Linked DNA regions of Macaca mulatta: region 2 is linked to region 1. Evidence: chromatin contacts called from public Hi-C data. All regions are on one chromosome and are shown on one strand. The core of a region is the stretch at or near the end of the contact, and the rest is flanking DNA. Distances in the headings are between cores, read along the strand shown. Region 1 holds the start of CFAP99 (cilia and flagella associated protein 99). Region 2 holds the start of LOC144341078.

Region 1 (6,115 bases), core at 1,058-3,557:
TAGCCGGGCGAGGTGGTGGGCGCCTGTAGTCCCAGCTACTCGGGAGGCTGAGGCAGGAGAATGGCGTGAACCCGGGAGGCGGAGCTTGCAGTGAGCTGAGATCCGGCCACTGCACTCCAGCCTGGGCGACAGAGCGAGACTCCGTCTCAAAAAAAAAAAAAAAAAAAAAAAAAAGAAAAGTTGATCCTTGAGGACTTTGGGGCTGCCATACCAACCATGATTGCCTCTCCATGACCTCTTTTTTTTTTTTTTTTTTTGAGATGGAGTCTCGCTCTGTCGCCCAGGCTGGAGTGCAGTGGCGCGATCTCCACTCACTGCAAGCTCCGCCTCCCGGGTTCACGCCATTCTCCTGCCTCAGCCTCCCGTGTAGCTGGGACTACAGGTGCCCGCCACCATGCTCGGCTAATTTTTGTATATTTAGTAGAGACGGGGTTTCACTGTGTTAGCCAGGATGGTCTCGATCTCCCGACCTCGTGATCTGCCCGCCTCGGCCTCCCAAAGTGCTGGGATTACAGGCGTGAGCCACCGTGCCCGGCAACCTCTTTTATAAAAGTATGAGTAATATTCTTGTTGAGGCCACTATGATGTTGGGATTTTTCAATACATGCAGCTAAACCTAACTGATACCCCAATTCCCCAAGTTCAGCCTTCATCCCATGCACAATTTCAAACTATAAAACAAAGGAAGGGAAGCTCTGAGCAGATAAAACTGCTCCAGGACCTGGAGTTGGCCAAGGATAGACCCAAAGAGAATAGCCATTCACTCAGTGGACAAGCCCATCAAGTGTCTACCCCAAGATCCTGTGCTGAAGAAATTATGGCTTTGGGAGCAGCAGGTTTTATGGGGGAAGATTGAGAGTGCAGTTTGGGACACATTAAATTGAAGAGGATCTGTTAGGCGTCCAAATGGTGAAGAACAGGTAAACAGGAGTTTCAGGGTTGAGGCTAGAGATGCAGGTTTTGAGAAGTTTGGGAGAAAATCGTTGTTTATAAAACCACCTGACTGCAGGAAATCCCCAGGGAGGAAGTGGATAGAGTAGCTTCCAAGGACTGAGTCCAGGGTCTCCAGTGTTGAGAGGTCGGTGAGCAAGGTAGGCAACCAGCCAAGGAGATCAAGCAGGTGTGGCCAGGAGCAAGGAGGAAAAGTGGACAGAGTGATCTGTTCCAGCCAAGCCAGGATGGTGTGTTATGGAGAAGGCACAGTCGGCTGGGTCACCTGGTGGTGACAGTTCAAGGAAGAGATGAGCGCTGACCCCTGATCATCGGATTTTGCAACATCAAGGTCAAGGATGACTTTGATAAAGAGCTTCAGAGGAGTGGTTAGGTGAAAATCTGACTGGAGTAGGTTCCAGAAAGAACAGGTGGGAAGGAATTGGAGATAAGGGACAACTCCAGAAGGGTTTTACCCTTCAGAGGGTCGACTGTGGTAGGAAGAGGAGGTTAGGGAAAGTCAATTAGTTACTCAAAAATGAACATGGACCCCACCCCCAACTAAGAGAAATCTCAGATGCCAGCGCACCTAGGCTCACAATGAGTATGATGGAATAAAGTGGTCATGGAGTCCACGGACCTTTCTGAGTACCTGGCCCTGGCTAGTAAGGACAACCAGGAACAGGTCATACTTCTAAATTCTGAACCGAGCAGGGCATGATTTCCATCTCCTGTGTCTCACATCTGCACGTTTCACCACAAGCCAGAAACGTGGTGCTGGTGCGGCAGGGAAAAGTGCAGCGCTGTGGGGTCAGGCCGACCCAGACCCGCCGTGATCTGGATGCAACCCCCACAGCCAGGGCACGCCGGCCTCGTTGTGCCTGCTTCTCCGGCCGTCAATGGGAAGTTTAAGTGAGGCCACGTGTGGGTTTTTAGCTCTCTGCTTGACACACAGCAGGTAGTCTGAGGTGAGCGTTTTAAGGTACAAATTAGGGCACCATTGGGGGGAATAGCGAGGGCGGGAGAGTATCTTTTTAGAACGCACCGCTGGTAGTGGTGATTTAAAAAAAAAAAAAAAGAAAGAAAAAAAAGAGGCACCGTTCACTTTCATCGAGGAGCTGGGAAGAAGACGGAAAAGGTGTTTGGGAGAAGCAAGATGAGCAGCGAGTGAGAGGGACCGGCCGGCCGGTCATGAAAGTCGGCGGCGCGTAGCCCCGCACCTGTCCCGCCCCAGTACCTGGCGGGCCCTCCGGGCAGCCGAGCCCTCCTGCTGTCGCCACCTGCCGCCGCCACCTGCCGCCGCAGCAGTTTCCTCGACCAGGTGGGGCGAAGGGGTTGGCAGTCGCGGTCCGTCAGCTCCTGGTAGGCAGGACGCGGCGGCTGTTTGGCGTCGTCGCCTGGCAACCGGCTGCACGCTCCAGCGACGTCGGGTGGACCACAACCCCCACAATGCACAGCGCCGCGGCGCGGCCCGGGCGCCAAGTCCTGGGCACCGCCTTCCCGCCATGTCCTTCGGGACTTGTAGTTTCTTGGATCCCCGGGCGCGGCGAGTCTCCCAGCCAGCAGAGAGCGCGCCTCGGCGGGGTGCGGCGCCCGCGCGCGGGGATTGGCCGCCTCCGCCCCGCCCGTCCCGCCCGCCCCGCCCGCCGCTCGTGGTGGGCCCGGGGCTCGCGGCGCCATAGGCGCATGTGCGGCGCGGGGCGGCCGTGACCAGCGGAGTGCGGGGTGTCAGTGAGCAGCGAGGAGCCGCGCGCCCCCGTGCCCGCGTCTGTCCGTGCGCCCGAGCGCCAGAGCGCCAGCTCCCGGGTCTGAGGGTCCGCCCGGCGCGCCGCTTGCAGAGCATCCTCAGGGCCGCGCACCTGCCCCGCGCGCCTGCCCAGCGCACCTGCCCGCCGCCCGCTCGGCGCTCCGGGCTCAGCTCGCCAGCTTCCCCGCGACCGCGCGGGGGCTCCAGCCGTGCCTCCGCGTCCGCCCCGCGCCGCAGCCGGGCCCGGGCGCAGCGCTGCGGAGGGCGAGGGCCGCCCGGAGTCCGGCCAGGGCCGGCGCGGCGATGATGAACAGGTTCCGAAAGTGGCTCTACAAACCCAAGGTGAGCGGCCCCGCTCGGGCCGGATGCCCCCCGCGCCGAGGCCTCTCCCTTCCCCAGGACCGCCCGTCCCCCCTACGAGACGGACCCCCTTTTCCTGTCCGTGGCCGGCCTCTTCCCCCACCGCCGACATACTTCCCTCCACTCCGCGACTTGGACAGACCTTCATCGCCCTGTCCCTGGGGCGGGTCCGAACGTCCCTCCTCGCTTCCTAAGCCCAGGTCTAGGACTGACCCTCCTGCTCCTCCTCTCGGGCCGGGGAGCACTTTCCCTCTCCCTTTTTCCAGGGCCACAACGGGCCCCTCTCCCTCCTCATCCCGGTCCTGGACGGTGCCCTCCTACACTTCGTGGTCCCCAGCCCGCGGGCCTGGAGCAGACCCCCTACTACTTATCCGTCTCCCCTCCCTGAACCAGGGATGCTCCCTCATTCCCCTCCTGCTCCCTCATTCCCCACCCCCATTGTCCTGGGCCGGGAATGGACCTCCCTCCGCACTCCAGAACAGACCCTCTCCCCACTTCCCCGGGTTCTGAGAGAAGCCACATTTCCCAATCCCTGGGTCCAGGGCAGACCCGTCCTTCCGAGTCCAGAGAGGATCCTGATGGCGGCCTCCCTTCCCGAACCAGGACTGACCCACACCTCGGCCCAGTTGGCGTCCCCTCCCTTGTCCCCATCCTTGTCCCTTCCCCACCCGCGTCCTCTGGAATCCGGGACAGGTCCTCCGCCCGGCCCTTGGGACGAGCGCGCCGGTGGCCAGCAGCCTTGGCGGGGCTGGAGGTGCGGCTCCACAGCCCGCGCCCGCGGCCCTCCTAGCGCCATGGGGTCGGGGTCCGGGCGGCGCTCTCCGTGCCTCGGCGGCTGCGCCAGTCGCACTGCAGGCGCTGCGTCCCCGCCGCCCGCTTGGGGCTCGTGTCCGCTGCAGCCGGAGCAGGGCCGGGCGCGCTCGGCGCGGGGTAGAGGCGCGGCGGTGCTCGGGATCCCGGCGCAGGGTCCAGGGCGCATCTGGGCGTCCGAGGGTGGCACCCTGGGGCCGGCGCAGCGGGGAGGCCCTGGCCCTGAGATCTTGGGAGGGCACGGCTCGGGTGGGGTCACCGCGGCGACCAAGGGCGGGAGTGGGGCCAGCGCTGCGTCCGGGCAGCTCGGATATCCAAGGCCACTGCGTTGCCGACCCACCCCTCCTCCCTCCGCTGGCCACCTTTCTCCGTCCAGCGTCCCAGACCGCCGCCTCCACCGTGGGTGAGCTGTCACGGCGGAGATTTCCTGAAATCCGTGCCTCGCGTGCGCCCATTCCAGGAAGGCGGGAGGTGGGTTTGGAAGATCGGCACGGAGGTTCGAGGGCGAACTCAGGGCCCAGAAGGGCGCGTGCTTCACGCCTTTGAGGTCGGGGAATTCTATTTGTCGTTGCAGGAGTGTTGGGTTGAGGGCTTACGGTACATGCTCGGCCTTAGCCTGACCGGGAGGGGATTCAGGGTTCCTGTGGCGGCACTCCCTTCTCCCAACCTCCCTGCCCCTAGCAGCGACTTCTTAAGGGTTCGTCCGGAGCCTTGCGCTTCCTAGCGCTGGGTGTGGTTTGGGGCCGAGCCGTCTGCGCCCAGCCTCTCCTCCTGCGGCGCCTCCGAGCCCCTCTCGGTCCTGCCTGCTGCCCCCATGCGCCTCTGCCGGGGGAGGGCGGTGGCCTCTGGATAGCTGTATGAGTGGCGTTTGGTTCCAGTGACTTTTCCTCACCAGTTACGGAAAACCAAGTCGGCTTGTAAAACGGCGTTTTGAGAGCGTGCAGCAGCATTATTTTCTGTGACACAAGGCGGGAGGCAGCTGGAGAAAGGTGTCTCAGGTCTTAAAGTAACATTCTGGTGTCGCTGAAAGCACTTGCTGGGACACTAGGGGATGCCCCTCCGGACGTGGCTGTGGAAGAGGCCGCATTTGGGGGGGACACCCTCCTAATTGTGTTGAAAAGGAAGGAAAAATAATTGTAGACTCTGTTTCATAAGTAGCTGAGTAATTTCAGAATGGCCTTGTCTGTTTTCGTTTAGGGAAGACACTTTAAAGGTAGAACATGATACTAGAGGTTGTCCCAAGAATTAGGAATTGTGTTTCTAACTTTTCGTCTTCAGCAGACAGCTGGCTTTCCAGGCAGGGGGCAGGCACTGAGAGGGCACCGCCAGTGAATCAGCTGATCCCAGGAGTCAGCCCAGAGCTGTGTGCCTCTGGAGAAGGGAGGGAACAGGATTCGTTTGGACCTCTCCTTTTTCTCGTTGTCTTCTACCCGCATGCTGTCTGGTACTAGCTCCAGAGCTCTGGACTTGAGGCGTATCTCCAACTCAGATCTGTCTCCGGCCATGGCATGGCATTTTCTGGGAGCTGGTGCCCTGTGGGCAGTCTGAACTTGGGCTGTCTCTTATTTGAGATCTGTCTTTGGAGTTAAATATCTTGATTGTTTGAAGGGTTGGAGTATGTTATGTCATTCCAGAGCTTTTCATTTTTCAAACCAAAGCTCAGATTCTTGTCTTGGATTATGAATTGAATTTTATGCTTCTCCTTCTTGTCTAATTTAACACATTTTGGCACAAATAAGCACAAAGTCAGTCCTGGGAAGATTCTGGGCCTGGAAGAGTTGAAGTGTTAAACGTTAGCTGTGGGAGGATGTGTCTGGGGGAGACTGTTGCCTGCAGTTAGGAATTTTTTTTCCCACTTTATTTAGATAGATGTACAATTCAAACTGAATTTTTAATTGAATTCCTGCTTTGGTTTAAAACTGCACAGTGAGCTTATTTTTATAAATTTTTAAGTGTGTGTGTGTGTGTGTGTGTGTGTTTGTAGAGACAGGGTCTCACTATGTTGCCCAGGCTGGACTCAAATTCCTGGCCTCAAGCAATCCTCTTGCCTCAGCCTCCCGAAGCGCTGGGATTACAGGTGTGAGCCACTGTGCCTGGCCAACACTGAGCTCCTTGTTTGTTACAATATGGTGGAAAATATTCTGAAATGAAAATATTATTCACCATTCTTATAGTTTTAAAAAGCAGTTGGAAATGCTTAAAAATATTCCTGTGTGACATAAATTTTGATATCTGAATAAAAATTAGCTACTACATTAGCTACCTAAG
Region 2 (6,115 bases), core at 1,835-4,334, 50 kb before region 1:
TCTCACTCTTCACAGAACTGAAGAGAGTTAGGGCCTTAAATCTGGATTAGGCTTTCGCTTAAGGGAATGTCACGGATGGTTTGATCTATCCAGACCACTAAAACTTTCTCCCTATCAGCAATAAGGCTGTTTGGCTAATCATTCATGCGTTCACTGGGGTAGCATTTTAATTTCAAGAACTCTTCCTTTGCATTCACAACTTGGCCAACTGTCGTTCAGCACAAGAGGCCTAGCTTTTGGCCTATCTCAACTTTTGATATGCCTTTCTCACTAAGGTTAATCATTTCTTAACTTGATTTAAAGTAAGAGAGATTCAACTGACTGCTCCTTTTGTCTGGACACTGCAGGGTCACTGACTGGCCTAATTTCAATATTGTGTCTCAAGGAATAGAGAGGCCTGAGAAGAGAGACTGGGAACTGCCAGTCAGTGGAACTGTTACTAGACACCCAACTTTTACCAGTTAAGTTCACCATCTTATATTAGTGCTATTCATGGTAACCCAAAACACTGACCACAGCTCACCGTAACAGATGCAATAATGAAAAAGTTTGGGGCTGGGCATGGTGGTTCATGCCTGTAATCCCAACACTTTGGAAGGCCAAGGCAGGCAGATCACTTGAGGTCAGGAGTTCGAGATCAGCCTGGCCAACATGGTGAAAGCCCGTCTCCACTAAAAATACAAAAATTAGCTGGGTGTGGTAGTATGTGCCTGTAATCCCAGCTACTCCGGAGGCTGGGGCAGGAGAATCACTTGAGCCCAGGCAGCAGAGGTTACAGTGAGGCCGAGAACATGCCATTGCACTCCATCCTGGGTGACTGAGATTCCATCTCAAAAAAAAAAAAAGTTTGAAATATTGTGAATTACCAAAACTTGACACAAGAGACACGAAGTGAGCGCATGCTGTTGGAAAAATGGCTGGCACTTACAGACTTGCTCGACGAATACTTGCTATAAACCTTCACCTTGCAAAAAAGGCAATATGTGCAAAGCACAATAAAATGAGGTATCTCTTATTCCCTCCATCCTCACCCAGCTACAGGAGGGCCAGCACCACGACTGTTGACTGCTGTAAGTTTGGCATACAGGACACCTCAAAAATATGCTACTTCGATCTTGAGGAGAGTGAAATATCTTACTCATTTTATGTACAAAGCACAGATGTGTATACATTCTATAAAAATAGTTTACGTATGGCATTAAGATTTCATGAAGATTAGAAAAACAATGTTTACAAAAGCTCCTTACAAAGGTAGTAATTTAAGATCAATAAACGATGTATTAAAGTAAGATTTTTGGAAGCTCAAATTCAGGCAATACAAAAGCCAGCAACACAGCTTGCTACTCAAATGTCCCTATTTCATCTCAAACTCACAGTAAAACTGAACCCAATGTATCCTTGTCCATTAACAAGTAAAACACCAAGAAAACAACAAAACATTCCCTTCAATGTCTCTTTTACTGTCAGCGGTCCCAAAACTCCTGGTCACCGAATTCAAAAGCCTAATCCTGCAGTTAAGACTTAATCTCATCTGCTGCCAAAGAGCCGGCTTTGTGACCTTGGGCAGACTACCTCACTTTTCTGGACCTCAGTCTCCCCAACCACTTGGACACTGTAAGTCAGATTCCAGAGCTGAGACCCAACGTCTGGCTCAAGAACTTCGTGCAGAAACAGAACGAAGGTTATTAAGACTGTGAACGTCTATGGGAACCGACAAGTGAAAGACAAAAGCTGAAATCCCTACCAAAACTGCTTGCCCAAGCTCTATCCTTTTCCCTGTTTCCTCGATGGATCAAAGGCGGAAAAGCGGTGTTTACTAGCAACTCTTTTTCGGGTCTTGAGAATCTTCATACGCCAGCCTACAGGCGCGCCAGAGGGTGAAGGGCCCGAGCGGTGCAGGGCTGGGCCGCAAGCCTCACAGTCACACGTTCCACCAACCATCAGCCGGGGCCCGGAAGCGCGTCCGGAAGTCGAGGCCCTACCAAGTTTTAGACTGCGACCTCGGCGCCCCACACTGTCAGTCCCGCACCCGTACTCAGATCCTCCCGACCTACAAAAGGCCCCGCCACGCGGCCCGGGCACCCGGGCACCCGGGCAAACTCGCAGGCCCCACGATGGCGGGGCGGCGGCACGAACACACAAAGGAGACGTCGTCAGCGGGGAACAAAAACCCTGCCCAGGTCTCCCCACTAAGAGCACACCCTGCCCGACTCTCCGAGTGACCTTGGGGGCGTTCCTGCCCTTCCCAGAGCCTCAGTTTCCCTTCCTAAGCTATGGACTAAGCCCCATGGCCGCGGCCCGCCAGGGTGAGCCGAGACCCAGACGCAGGCCTCTTAACTTCTGTCGCCCGCGCCAAGCCGGGTTAGGTGCGCCCGCGCGGAAGGCGGTGCGAGCGGCCAGAGCTGGCTCGAGGTCCCGGGCTGCGGAGTCTCGGCCGGGTGGAGCCGCGCGGGCCGAGGCCTCTGTAGGCCGCGAAGCCGCCTAAACCTCGCATCTGCACAGGCCCTGATTTGCCGCTGCTTCCCCGCAAAGCCCAGCCTAACCTGGAGCTAGTTAGGTCCGCAGGAGCCGCCGCCGTCGCACTCGAGAGAAGAAGCTGCTTCTCCAGCCGCCCAGGAGAGCCCCTCGAGAAAGATGCCGCCGCCTCAACAGCAACCCACTTCCGCTTCGGAGGCCTCGGCTCCGCCCCCCGTCGTGTGCCCATTGGCCGCCCGCCTACCCTACTTCCGCGGTTGGCCGGGTAAGGACAAATTTTTAAATCCTATTGGATAAGAAAACCATCTGTTACCACTTTAAAGCGCGCCTCTTTCCGCCCCCGCCCACAATCGAGCGCCCTAATTCGCACCTTCCGGCAAGAGACGGCGCGGGCGCGGCCCCGCTCGCAAGGCCTTCCGGGAGTCGCGGTCTGAGGGCCAACCGGGCTCCTGTACCCGGCTGCGACTGACTGTCCCAACGCCGCCAGGGACTGCCCGCCGACTGCCTCCGGAGCCGAGCGGGCCCCGAACCTTCCCATTCCTAGTTTTCGAACCGCACACCAGCTGCTGTGCCCCTGGCTCGACGCAGCTGGCCGGGACGCGGAGCTGGTAGTTCGTCCCGCCCGCCGTTCCGCGCCCCTCTCCTGGCTCTTGTTTCCCCGCCTCTTAACGATGCCTTTGTGAGGAAGGTTGCTGGGCCTGGGGACTATGACGATCGGCTGGAAACCAGGCCTGGCCCTGTTTCAGCGCCCCCGCGTGCCAAGCCCTGGGCCGGCGTGCGGGTCCCTGCCCCTGAGAGGAACCTGGAACTTTTGCAGGCTGGGGTGCAGACGTGTACCTAACAGATGAAGAGTGTGGAGGATTGGAGGACTCAGGGCAGCACGGCACAGGCGCATGCAGGTCCCCGGTCGGACTGGAGAATGGGTGGTGGGTTTCTTGAGCTCCAGTCCCTGAGCTGGACTTTGACGTGGGTTTAGCAACCAGGAAAAAAGCCCACCTTGTCCCTGCTGCCTGAGAATACCCAGACCTTAGTCCATGGCCAGCATCTCTGGTCCCTCGGCACCCCCAGGCAATGTGAAGGTCACCCCAAATGCCTTGGGTTGCATTGTTTTCTTACACTGAGTTTCTGTTTGTTTTGAGATGGAGTTTCGCTCTTGTCGCGCTGGCTGGAGTGCAGTGGCGCGATCTCGGCTCACTGCAATCTCCAACCTCCAACCTGGATTCTCGTGATTCTCCTGCCTCAGCCTCCCGAGTAGCTGGGATTAGAGGCGCCTGCCACCACACCCGGTTAATTTTCTTTGTATTTTTAGTAGAGACGGGGTTCCATCATGTTGGCCAGGCCAGTCTCGAACTCCTGACCTCAGGAGATCCACCCTCCTTGGCCTCCCAAAGTACTGGGATTACAGGTGTGAGCCACTTCGCCCGGCCACCGTACAGTAAGTTTCTAACCTCGAAAATGGAGTCAAATAATGGAATGACAAGGCAGATAGAAACCAGAGCATTAACGTTTTTGCGTTGTGTTTACAAACAATATGTGTTTGCTATTTTCTGTAATTGTAAGGAAATCTGGCATGGTAGAGTATCTGATAGATAAATCTAATTCTCATGTAAAATATCTAAGTATTTGTGTGTGTGTGTGTTTTGAGACGAGGTGTCACTCTGTCACCCAGGCTGGAGTGTGGTGGCACGATCATGCCTCACTGCAGCCTTGGCCTCCCCAGGTTTTTTTTTTTTTTTTTGAGACGGAGTCTCGCTCTGTAGCCCAGGCTGGAGTGCAGTGGCCGGATCTCAGCTCACTGCAAGCTCCGCCTCCCGGGTTCACGCCATTCTCCAGCCTCAGCCTCCCGAGTAGCTGGGACTACAGGCGCTGCCACCTCGCCCGGCTATTTTTTGTATTTCTTAGTAGAGACGGGGTTTCACCGTGTTAGCCAGGATGGTCTCGATCTCCTGACCTCGTGATCCGCCCATCTCGGCCTCCCAAAGTGCTGGGATTACAGGCTTGAGCCACCGCGCCCGGCCGGCCTCCCCAGGTTTAGATGATCAACCCACCTTGGCCTCCCAAATAGCTGGGACCACAGGTGTGTGCCACCATGCCTGGCTAATTTTTTTTTTTTTTTTTTTTTTTTTTTTGTGGACACTGGCTTTTGCCATGTTGCCCAGTCTTGTCTTGAAGTCCCAGGCTCAGGCTATCTGCTTGCCTCGACCTCCCGAAGTGTTGGGATTACAGGCATGAACCATCACACCCTGCCCTAGGTATTCGATTTTTGATAGTGATTGTAAGTTGAAAGGTATTCCAAAGTTTGTGATTATAATTGGAACAAAGAGAACTTAAAAGTTTAAGAGAAATGTAGACATTTAATATACCTATGAGAATTATTTAAATATTAATACTTGATAAGGCAGACAACTGAAATGCTAAAGAATAAAATTAGATTCTACATGTATAAATGCAGTTGAAAATGTTTAAGAGAATTTCAGTTCATAAATGGAGCCGTACATGATTAATCAAAATGGTGGTTAAAAATGATCAGATTTAGGCTGGGCATGGTGGCTCTCACCTGTAATCTTTTTTTTTTTTTTTTTGAGATGGAGTCTCACCCAGGCTGGAGTGCAGTGGCATGATGTCGGCTCACTGCAAGCTCCGCCTCCCAGGTTCATGCCATTCTCTTGCCTCAGCCTCCCAAAGTGCTGGGATTACAGGCGTGAGCCACCACACCCGGCCTCGCCTGTAATCTTAACACTTTCGGAGGGTGAGGTGGGAGGATTGCTTGAGCTGAGGAGTTTATAGATGAGCCTGGGTAACATGGTAAAACCCCGTCTCCACCAAAAAAAAAAAAAAAAAAAAAAAAAAATTATCCAGGTGTGGTGGCATGTCCCTGTGGTCCCAGCTACTCAGGAGGCTGAGGCAGGAGGATTGCTTGAGCCCAGGAGGTCATGGCTGCAGTGAGCTGTGATTGCATGTCAGCCTGAGTGACAGAATTAGACCCTCTCTCTCTCTCTCTCTCTCTCTCAAAAAAAAAAAAAAATCAGATTTAGAAAGAGTAATATGGCTGGGCACGGTGGCTCAAGCCTGTAATCCCAGCACTTTGGGAGGCCGAGATGGGCGGATCACGAGGTCAGGAGATCGAGACCATCCTGGCTAACACGGTGAAACCCTGTCTCTACTAAAAAATACAAAAAAAACTAGCCGGGTGAGGTGGCGGGGGCCTGTAGTCCCAGCTACTCGGGAGGCTGAGGCAGGAGAATGGCGTAAGCCTGGGAGGCGGAGCTTGCAGTGAGCTGAGATCCGGCCACTGCACTCCAGCCTGGGCAACAGAGCAAGAATCCGTCTCAAAAAAAAAAAAAAAAAAGAAAGAGTAATATTAGTAATTTGTATTTTACAGCCTAAGGAAAAGTTAGGGTTTTCTGTTTGTAACTGTAATACATTGAACATGTGATGTTGAAAGTCTCTACAAATACCAGTTTCATGCTCAAAGGCTGCCTTCAGCCTGGGCGACATAGTGAGACCGCATCTCTACTAAAAATAAAAAATTAGCTGGGTTTGGTGGTAAGTGCATGTAGTCCCAGCTAGTAGGGAGGATGAGGCAGGAGGATCACTTGAGCCCGGGAGTTTAAAACTGTATGAGCTATCATCACGTCAC

Evidence for each region. A called contact is a pair of places that touch in the nucleus more often than the background predicts.
Region 2: a contact with region 1 is called in a Hi-C map of liver, with 2.3 times the contacts expected there. The contact joins the promoter of LOC144341078 here to the promoter of CFAP99 in region 1. A contact is called at or near these places in 3 of 14 Hi-C or Micro-C datasets (CD4 T cells, fetal cortex germinal zone and liver).

The regions. Positions count from the first base shown.
Region 1 is chr5:2,546,976-2,553,090 of T2T-MMU8v2.0, reverse strand. It overlaps CFAP99 (cilia and flagella associated protein 99), which reads right to left and starts at 2,307. Exons shown (of 15, transcript XM_078002973.1): 1 at 2,168-2,307. ZFYVE28 (zinc finger FYVE-type containing 28) reads left to right here and starts at 2,615. Exons shown (of 13, transcript XM_078002908.1): 1 at 2,615-3,119.
Region 2 is chr5:2,598,180-2,604,294 of T2T-MMU8v2.0, reverse strand. LOC144341078 reads right to left here and starts at 3,084. Exons shown (of 3, transcript XM_078003002.1): 1 at 2,846-3,084; 2 at 744-2,761. The coding sequence starts at 3,013. The coding sequence ends at 2,363. It overlaps RNF4 (ring finger protein 4), which reads right to left and starts at 2,669. Exons shown (of 7, transcript XM_078003001.1): 1 at 2,515-2,669. LOC144341081 (a long non-coding RNA gene) reads left to right here and starts at 2,916. Exons shown (of 3, transcript XR_013417682.1): 1 at 2,916-4,195; 2 at 4,505-5,011; 3 at 5,779-6,086.